2 separate regions of the Capra hircus genome follow, and region 2 is linked to region 1. The links are chromatin contacts, called in public Hi-C maps. All regions are on one chromosome and are shown on one strand. The core of a region is the stretch at or near the end of the contact, and the rest is flanking DNA. Distances in the headings are between cores, read along the strand shown.

The links. A called contact is a pair of places that touch in the nucleus more often than the background predicts.
Region 2: a contact with region 1 is called in a Hi-C map of liver, with 5 times the contacts expected there. The contact joins two enhancer-like sites. A contact is called at or near these places in 2 of 5 Hi-C or Micro-C datasets (blood and liver).

The regions. Positions count from the first base shown.
Region 1 is chr15:51,555,343-51,562,399 of ARS1.2, reverse strand. It overlaps OAF (out at first protein homolog), which reads left to right. Exons shown (of 4, transcript XM_005689554.3): 2 at 38-172; 3 at 1,217-1,397; 4 at 2,613-4,462. The coding sequence ends at 2,878. Among named protein-coding and RNA genes, the nearest start is that of POU2F3, 14 kb to the right of the region's middle. Within about 2 kb of position 3,384, at least 1 of the 5 cell types and tissues checked has an H3K27ac peak or open chromatin away from gene starts, as enhancers often do.
Region 2 is chr15:51,620,813-51,627,869 of ARS1.2, reverse strand. No RefSeq gene overlaps it. Among named protein-coding and RNA genes, the nearest start is that of TRIM29, 27 kb to the left of the region's middle. Within about 2 kb of position 2,544, at least 3 of the 5 cell types and tissues checked have an H3K27ac peak or open chromatin away from gene starts, as enhancers often do.

The sequences.
Region 1 (7,057 bases), core at 2,135-4,634:
TCCAACCAGCCCCCATCCTTCTGCCCTTCCCCATCAGGATGTGAAGATCTTCCGGGCCTTGATTCTGGGGGAGCTGGAGAAGGGGCAGAGTCAGTTCCAGGCTCTCTGTTTCGTCACCCGGCTGCACCACAATGAGATCATTCCCAGCGAGGCCATGGCCAAGCTCCGGCAGGTGAGTGCCCACCCCAGGCCTGCCCCAGAGCCCGCATGCACCCTTGCAGCTAAGCTCTGGCCTGGACCCCACCCGCCCCAGCCTCAGTCTCCCACCCTGCCCCATCCACCTAATCCCTGGCCCCACACTCAGCCTCTAATCCTGAACCCCCTGATTATGCCCCAGGCCACACCTGATCCCATAACCCCAGATCCCTAATCTGCACCGAACCCCTATCTCTCAAGTTCCTCCTGCCCCCAACCTCAGCCCCTCCCCGTTTATGATGGAGACAAGTCAGATCTGCCTTCAGCTGTGGCACCACCACTCACCATCTGGGTGACTCTAGACACATCACCTCCCTTCCAAGTCCCTATTTTCTTTGTTTTTTGGCCACACCACAGGGCATGTGGAATTTTAGTTTCCCAACCCGGGATGGAACCCATACCCACTACATTTGAAGCTCGTTTTTAACCACTGGCCCTCCAGGAAAGTCCCTCAAAGCCCCTGTTTTCTTAGTGAGAGATGGGTTACAGTGAGAATTAAGTGGGATGGAGCATGTAAAGTGTTCAACGCAGCTTTGGAACCCCTCAGCCTATTGCCTGCTCCCAGTCCCTTCCCTGACCCCGGGCCTCTCGCCAGCCTCGGGTAAGCCCCCTAAACTCTTCAGCAGGACCTGTCCTAGGTCCCACCCTTCTGTCTGCTTTTCCCAGAGAGATTCAGTTACCTGGATATTGGGAAGTACAGGACGCCAGCGGTCATTGACCCTGGGACAATTGGCCTGGCTTGCCCACCAACAGCACCCCCCACCCCCCAGCAACATGTCAGAATTCTCCCTTAGGTCTCAGAGGTCAGCTCAGTGGCGGGCTGAAAAGGCTCGACGGTGCCTTGGGTATCAGCTTTTCCACCGTTTGGAGGGGGGCTGGTTCCCCCTGACTGTCACCCTGTAGGTGGCCCCAAGGATCTGAAGGCAGCCAGCCTGGGCTTGTCTGACAATCAGCGACCAGGGAAAGAGTGGGCAGGGGGCTGACTGAGGCCGGGTGGGAACAACTCTTCTCTTCCACCCAGAAAAACCCACGGGCAGTCCGGCAGGCTGAGGAGGTGCGGGGGCCAGAGCGAATGCACATGGACATCGCCGTCAACTTCAGCCAGGGGGCGCTGCTGAGCCCCCATCTCCGCAACGTGTGTGCCGAGGCCGTGGATGCCATCTACACCCGCCAGGAGGACGTCCGGTTCTGGCTGGAGCAAGGTCAGCTGGGTGCGGCCCACTGCTGTATCACCTCGAATATGATGGGGAGCAATGATGAGATACGGGAGTTCTCCACCCAGCTGGGACTGGTCAGGGAGGGCTTCCTGGAGGAAGTGGCGCCTGTGAGGCTCTTTATTAAGGGGAGTCAATGAAAGGGATCGATTCCATGTAGGAACACGCAGAACGGTGACTCTTCTAGGCCCTGGGGAGGGAATTCCCCCGGCAGCTCCACCCCCTGCCCCATCTGTGCCCTGAGTGAGAACACAGGTGAAACCTGCCGAGGACATGCGCAGGAACCAGGGTCTGGATGGGGCCCAAAGACACCCGTTCCCACCTGGCTACCTCTGCTGCTGCCTCTCAAGAGTTCAGCTCCACTCCTTCACTTCACACCTTCTGGGGACCCAGCGTTTCTCCCCCAGTACCCTTGAGAACGCCTCCCATCCTGGTGTGGTCCCTGCCTTCCTGGCCTATGTGACCTCACACCTGGCCCATCTCCCGGTCATCTTTCCCAGCCCTATCCTCGGCTCCTCTCTGTAGGGAGGGCAGAGAGATGTCACCATTCCAACGCCAGGTCCCTGGTCCTTCTGCCTGGCTGGCTGAGCGTAAGAGAAATGCCTGCTCCTCCCAGGGCACCACTGGATTTAGAAATGCCCGACAGAGCTGTGGCCGTGCCCCCGACAGCACCTGCCGCTCCCCTGTGGGCTGCACCCCAGACCAAGGTGGAAGCCACATGCTGTCCCTCAGGGACCAGGGGCTGGCCCCTCCCGTGGTCATTGAGCCGAGCCTGGGCTAGGTCGCTGCTCTGTGCCCCCAGCACCCCGCCCGTGTGTGCCCTGTGTGCTGGCCACCCTGACTTCCCCAGCACGTTTGTGCTGGCCCTTCCCTCCCTGGCCCTCCTCAGATACCACCTCCTTTAGAAGCTTCCCTTGCTTTCCTGCTCCTCCTCCCCACGCCTCTGTGCCATCATGTCCAGCGCAGTAATGGTTTTAAGCGTAGGGTGGCGTAGCACTGGCAGGGGCAAGTGGAGGCCTTGAAGTCAAGACAGTCCTGAGTCCCTGCTTACTGTGTGACGTCAACCAGGCCAATAACCTTTCTGGGCCGTTTTCTCATCTGTAAAACAAGGGTGATAACGCTTAGCTTGTGGGGGTGCTGGGATGCCCGAAGGGGCCATGTGGGGAGGCCCCCGCACCCCCTGACCCCCGCCTTCTCTCCCAGGTGTGGATGGCTCCGTGTTCGAGGCTCTCCCCAAGGCCTGGGAGCAGGTGTTGCTGCCTCGCTGCGGGCAGGCGGGGGACCGTGGGAGGCCCTGCGTCTGCCGCTATGGTCTGAGCCTGGCCTGGTACCCCTGCATGCTCAAGTACTGCCACAGCCGCGACCGCCCAGCGCCCTACAAGTGCGGCATCCGCAGCTGCCAGAAGAGCTATAGCTTCGACTTCTACGTGCCCCAGAAGCAGCTGTGCCTCTGGGATGAGGACCCCTAGCCAGGCTGGCACGAGGGGTGGTCCCCGAGGCAGCTGCCCGGGACCCACTGCCCCTCCCCCAGCCGCCAGGGGGGTGCCCCCCCCCACCTCCGACACCCGAGGCCTTATTGCTCTTCCTTCCATCACCTAATCCCGGAGCCTCTGGCCCCCTCACCCATGACTGTGAAGGAGTGTGGCGTGGCAAGGGTTAACTCATGAAGGCAGCCCCCACTCCTGTCCCGTGCCTTCCTTGGGGACCCAGGGAGAAGGGGGCTTCTCCAAGCTTGCCTCCCCTCCTCCATCTCCCTGAAGTGTTCACTTTCAAGCACCCAAAATGTGACGGCCTGTGACTCTCCTGTTTAACTCTTCTAAGGTTTAGACCCTGAAAGGTGTCTGTGCCTGTCGTACCCACCTCCCTACACACAACCCCTGCCCCACCGTTGGGAAGGACCTGGCCCCTGTGCACCGTCCCACTGTGCAGCAAGGAGGGGAAGAATCATTGCACCAGAGGGGGCACAGCCCCAAGCACGGATCTCAACGCCTTCCTCTCACTCTGGCCTCTGAGGCCGCCGTCCCCACCCTGACACAGACCGTACGTGCCTTTCTGCAAACCTGGACTTTGCCGAGGGAGCAGGTGCCGGCTTGCTTCCTCTAAACGGAAATATTTTTGTAAGGTTCTGGGACAGGGAGGGAGCATGAAGTATGAGGAAAACTTGAATTCCAGATTTTTAATGCAAAATATTTATCATTTGTACCAGAAATAAAAGTTTAAATTTTTACTTGACTGACAGCTCTAGACACAGAGTTCTGAGAGAATTTTTAGCCAATGCTGCCACCTGGTGTCAGGAGACGGTGTCCCTGTCCAGGGAACCGTCTTGGGGACAGCCCGTCTAGGGACAACTCCTGAAGCACCTACCGTGTGCTCAGTCTTGGCGGGGGAGAGGGGAGGATGTAGCTGGGGGTGGCTATTACTAGGAAGAGCTATGACAAAACTTCTGCACTTGAGATGAGACAGACACAGGTGGGTAAGCAGTAAAAGACACCGTGAGATCGATGAAAATTCTGAGCCAGACCACTCCAGGGATCGAATCCTGGAAATAGGTTTATTGTTGTTTTTTTTTTCCTAGTTTAGGGCTTCTGAGGTGCTGTTAATGGTAAAGAAGAATGCAGGAGACATAAGCGACCCGGGTTCGATCCCGGGTTGGGAAGCTCCCCTGGAGGAGGGCATGGCAACCCACTCCAGTATCCTTGCCTGGAGAATCCCATGGACAGAGGAGCCTGGCGGGCCACAGTCTCTGCTCTCACGAAGAGGCGGGCGTGAACGCAGCACACACTCGCTGAACTGTAATTGATTTACAGGGTTGAGTTAGTTTCTGTTGTACAGCAAAGTGACTCAGTTGCACACACACACACATATATATATTAGTTTGCATTTGTTGCTCCCAAACTCCCAATCTGTTCTCCCCCACCATCCCTGCTCCCGTGGCAACCACAAGTCTGTTCTGTATGTCCATGAGTCCGTTTCTGTTTTGTAGATACGTTCATTTGTGTTGTATTTTAGATTCTACGTGTAAGCGATATTATATGGTATTTGTCTTCCTGATTTACTTAGTATGATCATCTCTGGGTTCATTCATGTTGCTGCAAATGGCATTTTAATTCTTTTTTTCTGACTGAGTAGTCTTCCACTGATACATGTACCACTTTTTTTTTTAATCCATTCACCTGTCAGTGGACATTTAGGCTGTTTCCATATCTTGGCTATTGTAAATAGTGCTTCTGTGAACATAGGGGTACATGTATCTTTTTAAATTAGAGTTTTGTCTGGATGCATGGCCAGGAATGGGATTGCTGGATCATATGGCAATTATATTTTTTAGATTTTTGAGGAAACTCCATATTGTTTTCCATAATGGCTGTACCAATTTACATTCCCACCAGCAGTGTAGGAGGATTCCCTTTTCTCCACACCCTCTCCAGCATGTTATTTGTAGACTTTTAAATGATGGCTATTTTGACTGGTATCTCTAATTTTCTTGAAGAGATCTCTCGACTTTCCCATTCTCTTGATGAAAGTGAAAGAGGAGAGTGGAAAAGTTGGCTTAAAGCTCAACATTCAGAAAACTAAGATCATGGCATCTGGTCCCATCACTTCATGGGAAATAGATGGGGAAACAGTAGAAACAATGACAAACTTTATTTTTTTGAGCTCTAAAATCACTGCAGATGGTGATTGCAGCCATGAAATTAAAAGATGCTTGCTCCTTGGAAGATAAGTTATGACCAACCTAGACAGCATATTAAAAACCAGAGACATTATTTTGCCAACAAAGGTCCATCTAGTCAAATCTATGGGTTTTTTCCAGTAGTCATGTATGGATGTGAGAGTTGGACTATAAAGCTGAGCACCAAAGAATTGATGCTTTTGAACTGTGGTGTTGGAGAAGAGACTCTTGAGAGTCCCTTGGACTGCAAGGAGATCCAACCAGTCTATCCTAAAGGAAATCAGTCCTGGGTGTTCATTGGAAGGACTGATGCTGAAGCTGAAACTCCCATACTTTGGCCACCTGATGCAAAGAACTGACTCATTGGAAAAGACCCTGATGCTGGGAAAGATTGAAGGCGGGAGGAGAAGGGGATGACATAGGAAGAGATGGCTGCATGGCATCACCGACTCAATGGACATGAGTTTGAGTGAACTCCGGGAGTTGGCAATGGACAGGAAGGCTTGGCGTGCTGCAGTCCATAGGATCGCAAAGAGTCAGACATGACTGAGTAACTGAACTGAACTGATTCTAACTGGAGTGAGGTGATACCTCATGGTAGTTTTGATTTGCAGTTCTCAAACAATTAGTGAGATTGAACATCTTTTCATGGGCCTGCTGCTGGCCATGATTCTTCTTTGCTGTGCATCTTGATTTGTTACTCTACCTCTCTGCACCTCACCTCTCTCAGCTACAAAATGGGCTTAACTGTGAGACTCCAGCGGATTTATATGTGTTAAGTGCCCTTCACAGAAAGCATGCTCACTGTGCTAGCTGCCATTAATATTGTTACTGTTCATGAGAAGAGCAGCTGTTTCCTCATTTATAAACCCAAGACAACTAAGCCAGGCATCTTTTTAAAAGTCATCTACTTTCTTAAAAAAAATTTGTTACATATTTTGGCAGTGCTGGGTCTTAGTTGTGGTATGCAAGATTTTTTTTTTTTTTTTTTTTTTTAGTTGCAGCATGTGAATTCTTAGTTGTAGCACGTGGGATCTAGTTCCCTGATGAGGGATCAAACCAGGGTCCCTTGCATTGGGAGCGTGAAGTCATAGACACTGGACCAACAGGCAAGTCCCAGCCAAGGAACTCAAAGGCCTCTTCACTTCCAGAGTATCTCCTAGTATAAAGAGGCTGTAATATGAAGTGCTGGGCCAGATACTAAGGACTTCCAAGGAGGAGGGATGTGCGTGGCTGAGTTGATTAGGGAAGGTTTCCTGGGATGGGATGGGATGGGAAGAGGTTGAGACCACAGGCTGGTCAGGATTTGTCAAGGTAGAGGGGACCATGTGAGCACGAGGAAGAGACGAGTGTTTCAGGGGTGGGCAAGTTCCAGGGGTCACAGTTCCTTAGAGGGAGGTGCCTTCCCCACAGACATTGTAGAGGGAAAGGGGCTTGCCGGGCGGCCCCATTATTCTGCTCCCCAGCACCCCCAGAACAGTCTGCTGCTGCCGCTTGAACTGTGCTGGTCAGAGAGTTGTGCAGGGAGCCAGGTGTGCTTGGCCATGGTCAAGTTAGGGGTTGAGGGGTGGGGAGATATCCTTTTCAAGTGGACATGCCTCTTTCTGTACCTGTTTTCAAGGACCAGCTTCAGTCCTGCCGGAGGACAAGCAAGGGAGGTGTTCTTCCCCAAGCCTTTTCCTCTGCCCAGGGTCTTCAAGGCATCTGGATAGGGTGGGTGGAGCCACAGAGGAATCTGGCCAAAACTGGGGTTGGGACTGCTCCCCAGAAGCAAAGCTTGAGGCTGGCAATGCCCAGCCCCATCTCTGGATGACTTCACCACCTTCCAAGACCCCAATTCCATCTGCTCACTAACTCTCTAGGGCATCTTCCCAAACGCTGGCATTCACCATGTAGTGGCTGCTGGGCATCCTACTGTAAACTGCTGGCCCTTTGACTTGTTCAGATAGTTCAGTTCAGTCGCTCAGTCGTGTCC
Region 2 (7,057 bases), core at 1,295-3,794, 66 kb before region 1:
AGCTGAGCCACCAGGGAAGCCCGCCACCCAAGTAGGGGTGGCCTCATCTCTGGAGTTAAAAGGCGGAGAGAAGGCAGAGCGGAGGGCACGGCAGGCCGGGCGCCCCCGTGTGGCGAGGTCGGGACGGTGCACGAGGGAGCGACGGCCGCGGTGGGAAGCCGGCGGCGCCCAGGCTCTCATGTCTCCCAGACCTGCCCCGGCTCGCTCGGCTTTGATGGCTGCTCCCGCCCCTCTCAGAGGCCTGTTTCATCCCCCAACGACGGAATGGGGCTTATGTCTGCCCTCGGGTTCTCCCGCGACGGGCGAATCGGGGACCTGAGTTTGCTGCCGCGTGAGCGTCCCAGGGTGGCAGGGGCCCAGACTCCAGGACGTTTTGTCTGGGCTCCCGAAAGAGTTTGGGAGGGGTGAGGAGACTGACAAACCGAACAGGGAGGCAGAGGGGGCTTCTGAACTCCGGCGTCCAGCAGCTCGCCGGGAGCATGTGGATCGTTCCTCTTCTAAAGGGAGGTCCAGCGGGGTTTTTTTTTTTGTTTTTGTTTTTGTTTTTTTGTTTTCTTTTTTTTTTTTTTTTTTTTTTTTTACCGGTGGTGCGCTTTGCACCGGCTCTGTGTCCAGCCCCATTCATTCATTAAATACCTAGGTTTCTGTCTCTAGGTCCGTTTCCCGGCCTCTGGCTCCCCTCCTGTCTCTGCCCACAGGCCCCGCGGTGTACTCCCTCACTTTCCATCCCTGACGCCAACCATCGGCTGGCCCAAAGCAAGACTGGAAAGCTCATTTAATGCTCACAAGTACTCTCCGGAGGTGGGTGGGGGTTCTTATCTTCATTTTCCTGATGAGGAATCTGGGCCCAGGGAGGTCACCTGCCCAGGTTCACGCAGCTAGAAGGTGCTGGATGAAGGAAACAAGCTTCCCACGGGAGATTCCCTGAGCTTCGTGGACTTCAACTAGTTCAACTCCAGGGCAGACCGCCACCCTGGCAGCCAGTCCTCCCCAACCCCACCCACCGCACAGGGTCTCCAGGCGCTCCGGTGTAGGGATGGCTGTCTGTGCCTGGCACCGGAGAAGCCGTAGTGGCGGCTGTTGACGCAGCATCTACTGCTCTGAGCTCCTGGAACGATTCAGAGACCATGAGGGCTCCTGGCTAAGCCAGAGCTTTCCGAACTTCATCACAGCCCGGCACGTGTGAAAGTGATGACGTGGGGCATGGCGTGGCCCACTGAAGTTAAGTGAGAGGCTGCTTCCAGCCAGAGGCTATGCTGGGGGAGGGGCAGCAGGTCCCCCAGGAACCTGCGACCATCTGGAGGATGGGATGGGGGAGAGGTCTGTCTTAAAACACCTGTAACTCATTCTTGGAACATGGGTGTGCCCTCCCCACAGGTGGGAACTCTGCTCTTGGGCCGGTGAGACTGTACCACCTGGAGCCCTTCTGAGCGAGAGTGCTCAGCCTCTCTCGGGGGACCCAGTGCCTCGGCCGCCTTTCCCTCTCTTGCAGCCCACTCCCGTCTCCCCGAAACCCCGCTGCCCACCAAGAGCTGGAGCCCCCTCTCCTGCTCCAGCTCTGCCTCTGCTGACCCCGCAGCCCCACTCCTGGTCCAGCCCACCCATCCTACCTGGTAGGCAGGTGTAATGGTGACACGTGCGGGCTGGGCACTCAGATCGTGACCCCACCATCTTCCAGCTGTGTGGCTTGGTGCCAGCTCCTTAATTTCTGTGTCTCACTCTCTCATCTGTAAAGTGGAGGAAATAACAGAGCGACCACATAGGGTCACTGTGAGCGATTGTGGGCACACAGCTGCTGGCACAGGAGAGGGCATGGTGAATGTTAGTCTTGTTACTGTGACCCACAACCCACACAGCTCAGCAGCCTTACCCTCACCCAGTGTAAGACACCCAGCTCACCCCTCCCGGTCAGCTCCCAGCCTGAGTCAGCGTCCTTAGCAAGCCTGTGGTGCAAGGACTCTGGAGGAGGAAGCTACACCAAGGTGCTGAGAAGAGCTTGGCCTTGACATATAAGGGCTGAGGACTAGGTAGGCAATGCCTGCTTGGCCTGCTGTGTGCACCTCATCCATCAGAGCAGCTGTGTCAGGCCACTGGCAAAGGGACCAGCCTGAGGTGGTCATCTCCACACCCTAGGAAACAGCCTGTCCCCTTCCTTTACCTTCTGTCACCAAACTTGACCTAGGCAGAAGGATTTTTCTGCCACCATGGAGCCATCTTCCACCCAGTAAGTCCCTTTGGTATCTAACTGCAATCCCTCCTGCTGGTCATTAGCTCTGGCCTGTGGAGTGACGACTGAATCCTCACTCTCCTCCCTGCACTTGGCCCAGGGAAGGCTGTCTTAAAGCTGAGGAGAGAGGCGGTATAATTGAACATCAGAGTGAACACAGAGGAGCGGGCGGTTCAGAGATTCAAGAGTTAGCTGGGGAAAGAACCTGTCCAGCACAGGTGTGAGCTCAAATAAGCCGCGTCCCTGCTTTACCCCATCAGCGAGCCCGGGGAACCAAACTGTGGTTCCTCATTCCCACCACAGGGTGTCGCCACAGCCCTGCTCAACCAGCTGTCGAGGCTCCCTTTGACAGCGCCCTTGGTGAGCACATGTGTCTCCTCAGACAATTCATTTTCGTGTGTTAGACAAGAGCCCAGTTTCAGGCCCTGGAAGGGGTCCCCCTTCCTGTAACAAATGGCAACTCTGGCGGGGACTCTTCTTCGCTGAGACTGACATCCTGACCACTCGGGGCACTCAAGGGCCAGCTTGCCTGCCAATGGGCCAGACCCAGCGGCTGCAACTGGGACCCTTTTGTCCCTGGTCTCCTCCTGACGCGGACAACTGGCCAAAGTGTCCCGACCGGTAAGGAACAAGAGACTTTATTGACCTCTCTCCCCTTCCCTCTCCCTTTCCTCTCCTTAACCCTTCCTATCCTTCCCTGTTTTTCTAGTCCCCTGGTCCTGGACGCAGGAATCTGGTCGAAGGGCCCTCAACCTGAGCTGAAGATTGGAAACTGATCACCTCCTCTTGGCAGAGAACTTGAATTCTGGTTCTGGTCTGGTCTGATTTCTGGTAGGGCTGAGTTCCAGTCCTCCCTTCTCTGGAGGCCCAGGGAAAAGTCCCATAACGCCTGGGTATCTGTAGGTGGCAGGAGACGTCTGTAAGACCACCCTTTTCACCCCCCCTCCTGCCTCCTCCCCCTTCTTCTTTCAACCTGGCTTCCTTTCCTCCCTTGAAATCTTTGATGTTAGTATTTGGATCTGAAGTTCTGTGTCTCTATAGGAGATTTTGCTTCCCTGGTGGCGCAGAGGTTAAAGCGTCTGCCTGCAATGTGGGAGACCTGGGTTTGATCCCTGGGTCGGGAAGATCCCCTGGAGAAGGAAATGGCAACCCACTCCAGTACTCTTGCCTGGAGAATCCCATGGACGGAGGAGCCTGGTGGGCTACAGTCCACGGGTGGCAAAGAGTCGGACACGACTGAGCGACTTCACTTTCACTTTCACTTGGTGAGTCTGAGGGGCTTCCCTGTGGCTCATTGGTAAAGAATCTGCCTGAAATGCAGGAGACCCAGATTTGATCCCTGGGTTCAGGAAGATCTCCTGGAGAAGGGAATGACAACCTACCCGCTATTCTTGCCTGAAGAATTCCATGGACAGAGGAGCCTGGTGAGCTACCTCACCTACCGGGTCACCAAGAGTCGGATAGGACTAACGCTTTCACTTTCCTGAGTCTGACCTCAATCCTTGCTGCTACTATCTACTGTCTTTCCTCCTGTTTTGTCTTCGGAGGGGATGGGCGGTGACTGCCGGCAAGCACAAGGCCTGTCGCTACCCATGCCTCACTCCGTTGCGTTAAGCTGAGTGGCCTGGAGGTCACTTTCTGTGTGGACTCACATACTGTGGCCCCCTGGATGCTGTATGACCTCCTCAAGGGTGAACAGCTTTTAGGAAATTCTGCCCCCTCCCATGACAACACACTCCAGTATTCTTGCCTGGAAAACGCAAGGAGAGAGGAGCCTGGTGGACTACATTCCATGGGGTGGCAAAGAGTCAGATACAACTGAGCGACTAAGCACACACCCGCTCCCCCAGAAGGCCTTGACCGTCCTGCAGAGAGGCTCGTGACACCTGCTGTGGGGACCCCTCCCCAGCCTGGCAGAGTAACTGGTCACCCACGTATTCCCTCCTAGTCTCCACAACCCACGTTCTCATGAACTTCTTCCTGTGAGAGTAATTAAAAGAACATAATTATCTTTTGAAAGATTAAATGAGGCTCTGCAGGTGAAAAACATTTTTGAAAGCTCTTTATTAAAATGTAAATGTTGGTTGCCAAAGATAGGGAAACTGAGGTTCCACAAGGTTAAATGACTTTCCAGAAGCCACATGGCAAGTCAGGGGTTTCCCGAGGGGAGGAGCTCTGGCCTCTCATCCCAACCTATTAATAGAGTCTCTCAAGACATCACACTTGGCTTTGAATGGGGTCCTCTGTGTGACCCTCATCTGGGGGAGTGGGTGGTGAAGGCGCTGCAGAACAGAGATCTCAGAAGAAGGAAGGAAGCCAGGGAAGAAGGGGTTAAAGGGGCTGGAAGCCAAGATGGCCAAAGGCTATAACCAGACCAGTGGAAGAGGAAGGGGCCAGGGAGGGGTCTGGCTCTGATTAGGTTCTAAGGCCATCTGGAGAACCAGAATCTGGAGGAGACTGGCTGGTTTTATGGTGGAGGGTGGGGGGTGAGGGGTGGCAGACGGCCTGAATTACAGGGGCTTTAATGGGCTGGCAGGGCTCTCCCCACAATGCCTTCCCGAGGGGTTGGGATATGACATCTTCCCAAGCAGCCTGGCCGAATGACATCAGTTCCAGCCCTGCTGTGCTTCCCGGCCCCCTCTCCACACACCCCTCAAACACATTTGCCATCAACCAAAGGAGACAGACTCTCTGCTTTCTCTGCGGAAGCCACATCAGGATGTGGTAGCCACCTGGAGCCGTTGTAGGCTGGATTTCACCTTGTGGCCCAGCAAACCACGAACAGCCAGCTTGCCCCCAAGCTAACTGCAGGCCCTTGGACAGTCATCAAACCACATCCTTGAAGGGGAGAGCCTGCAAGACCATCCTGTCCAAAAGCTTCCCCAGAGGCCCCAGAGCACCCTGCTAACACCTGGGTGCCAGAATGGGACTTCAACCCAAGACTCTCACCCTGCGAACCAGTACCTTTTCACAGCCACACTCCATCACAAAGCCTCTCTGCATCTGTTTTCTCACCTAACCTAAAAGTATTTGTTTGACTTCCCTCAGAGCTGAAATGCAATGGAACTTCCACTACAAAAGTCTTTGAAAAGTTGAATCCTACAAAGATCACACCATTGCAGTTCGGTGAATGGAGCTGGGAAGCCTGTGGGGGAGGGCTAGCTAGACCAGCTGTCACCTCCTGAGCCTGGCAGTCCCTCCTCTGTATAGGTCTGTTCAGGAGAAGCAAGAAGTGCTCAGCCCAGAAAAATATCACTAAGAGAATAGATTATTGTAAATCAACTATACACTAATATAAAACTTTTAAAAAAAGAGGACAGACTACTCCACGCGGGGAAAAAAAAGAAGAAAGAAGCCAAAAAATAAACAAGAACATCTTTCTTTTTGCACCCTAAAGCCAGAGATGATTCATCAGTTACCCGCTAGGAAATTATCCCACCCTGGTTGGGAAGATCCCCTGGAATTGCCTTTGTCAGAGGTGTGTCCTTTAAGCTCACAGACTTTGCTCAGTTTGTTTTTTGGCCAAGATTGCAACCGAAGTGGGGTGAAAATTGTCTGTCAACCTTCCATCCCTTCCCTACCCCATCTAGCAATAATGTGACCCGTGCGTGCATGCTAAGTGGCTTCAGTCGTGTCCAACTCTGTGCGACCCTACCAGACTCCTCTGTCCTTGGGATTCTCCAGGCAAGAATACTGGAATGGATTGCCGTGCCCTCCTCCTTATTTATATTGCCATATATGACTTGTTCTTAGTTTATCTTAGAGTTCTTCATATAAATCTACTTCGTGCACATAAATGAAGTAGAGTTATATGAAGAACTCTAAGATATACCAAGAACAAGTCATATATGGCAATATAAATATATATGATATTAAAAATAAATTTTTAAATCAAAAAATAACAGAACAAGTCATAATGGAAGAGTGAGTATTCTATGTTCTTGTTGACGGCAAAAAATAAAAGAAATAAATACATTTGTATGTGTGTGCTCAGTTGCTCTGTTGTGTCTGACTCTTTGTGACCCCCAGGAACTATAGCCTGCCAGGCTCCTCTGTCTATGGGATTTTCCACGCAAGAATACTAGAGTGGGTTGCCATTCCTACTCCAGGGGATCTTCTCGACCCTGGGACCCAACTGGCATCTCTTGTGTCTCCTGCATTGGTAGGCGGATTCTTTACAACTGCACTACCTGGGAAGCAAAAGATAAAAACAGTAAATACATTTAAGAATAGAAGAGTTCTGAATGGTACACAAAAAGCTGTTACTAGTAGTTTAAGAGGCAGGTAGTCTTCATAAAAGGGGACTTGCTTTTCAGTATATTCCTATTTTAGCATTTATATATATGCTAATTTTTTCAGATAAATGAAGAGGAGAAAAAGAACTCTTGGTCTCAGTCCTATTTCTCAACTCCATTCACCTTCCAACTTCCAAAGCCTTACCCTGCTTCCTTCCCACCCAGCTCTCATCCACTCCAGCCTTCAAGCCTGTTTGCACCACAACCACTGCCCCTGGGGGTGGCTACTCTTCATTGTGTGCGGACCAAGGCCTCCCTTTCATGCTCAGCTGCAAGAAGCACACAAGGGCCTCAAAAGCTTGGAGGAGGGAAATTGCCCCAGGTGGGAGCCCTGTGAGCAAGCCAAGGGGCTTGGTTTCCTATTAAGTGCGGGGAAGGAGTGGCAGTTAAACACTGAGCTTCAAAGAGTCTAGCATTTTCAAAACTTGCTTTTGGGGAATATGCAGCTTTTATTGGAGGTGTCAGACATTAATGAGAGTTCTGGATCTTCCCAGCCTGAAGATCCCTCTCCCTCTCTTCTCTTCCCCCACCCTTT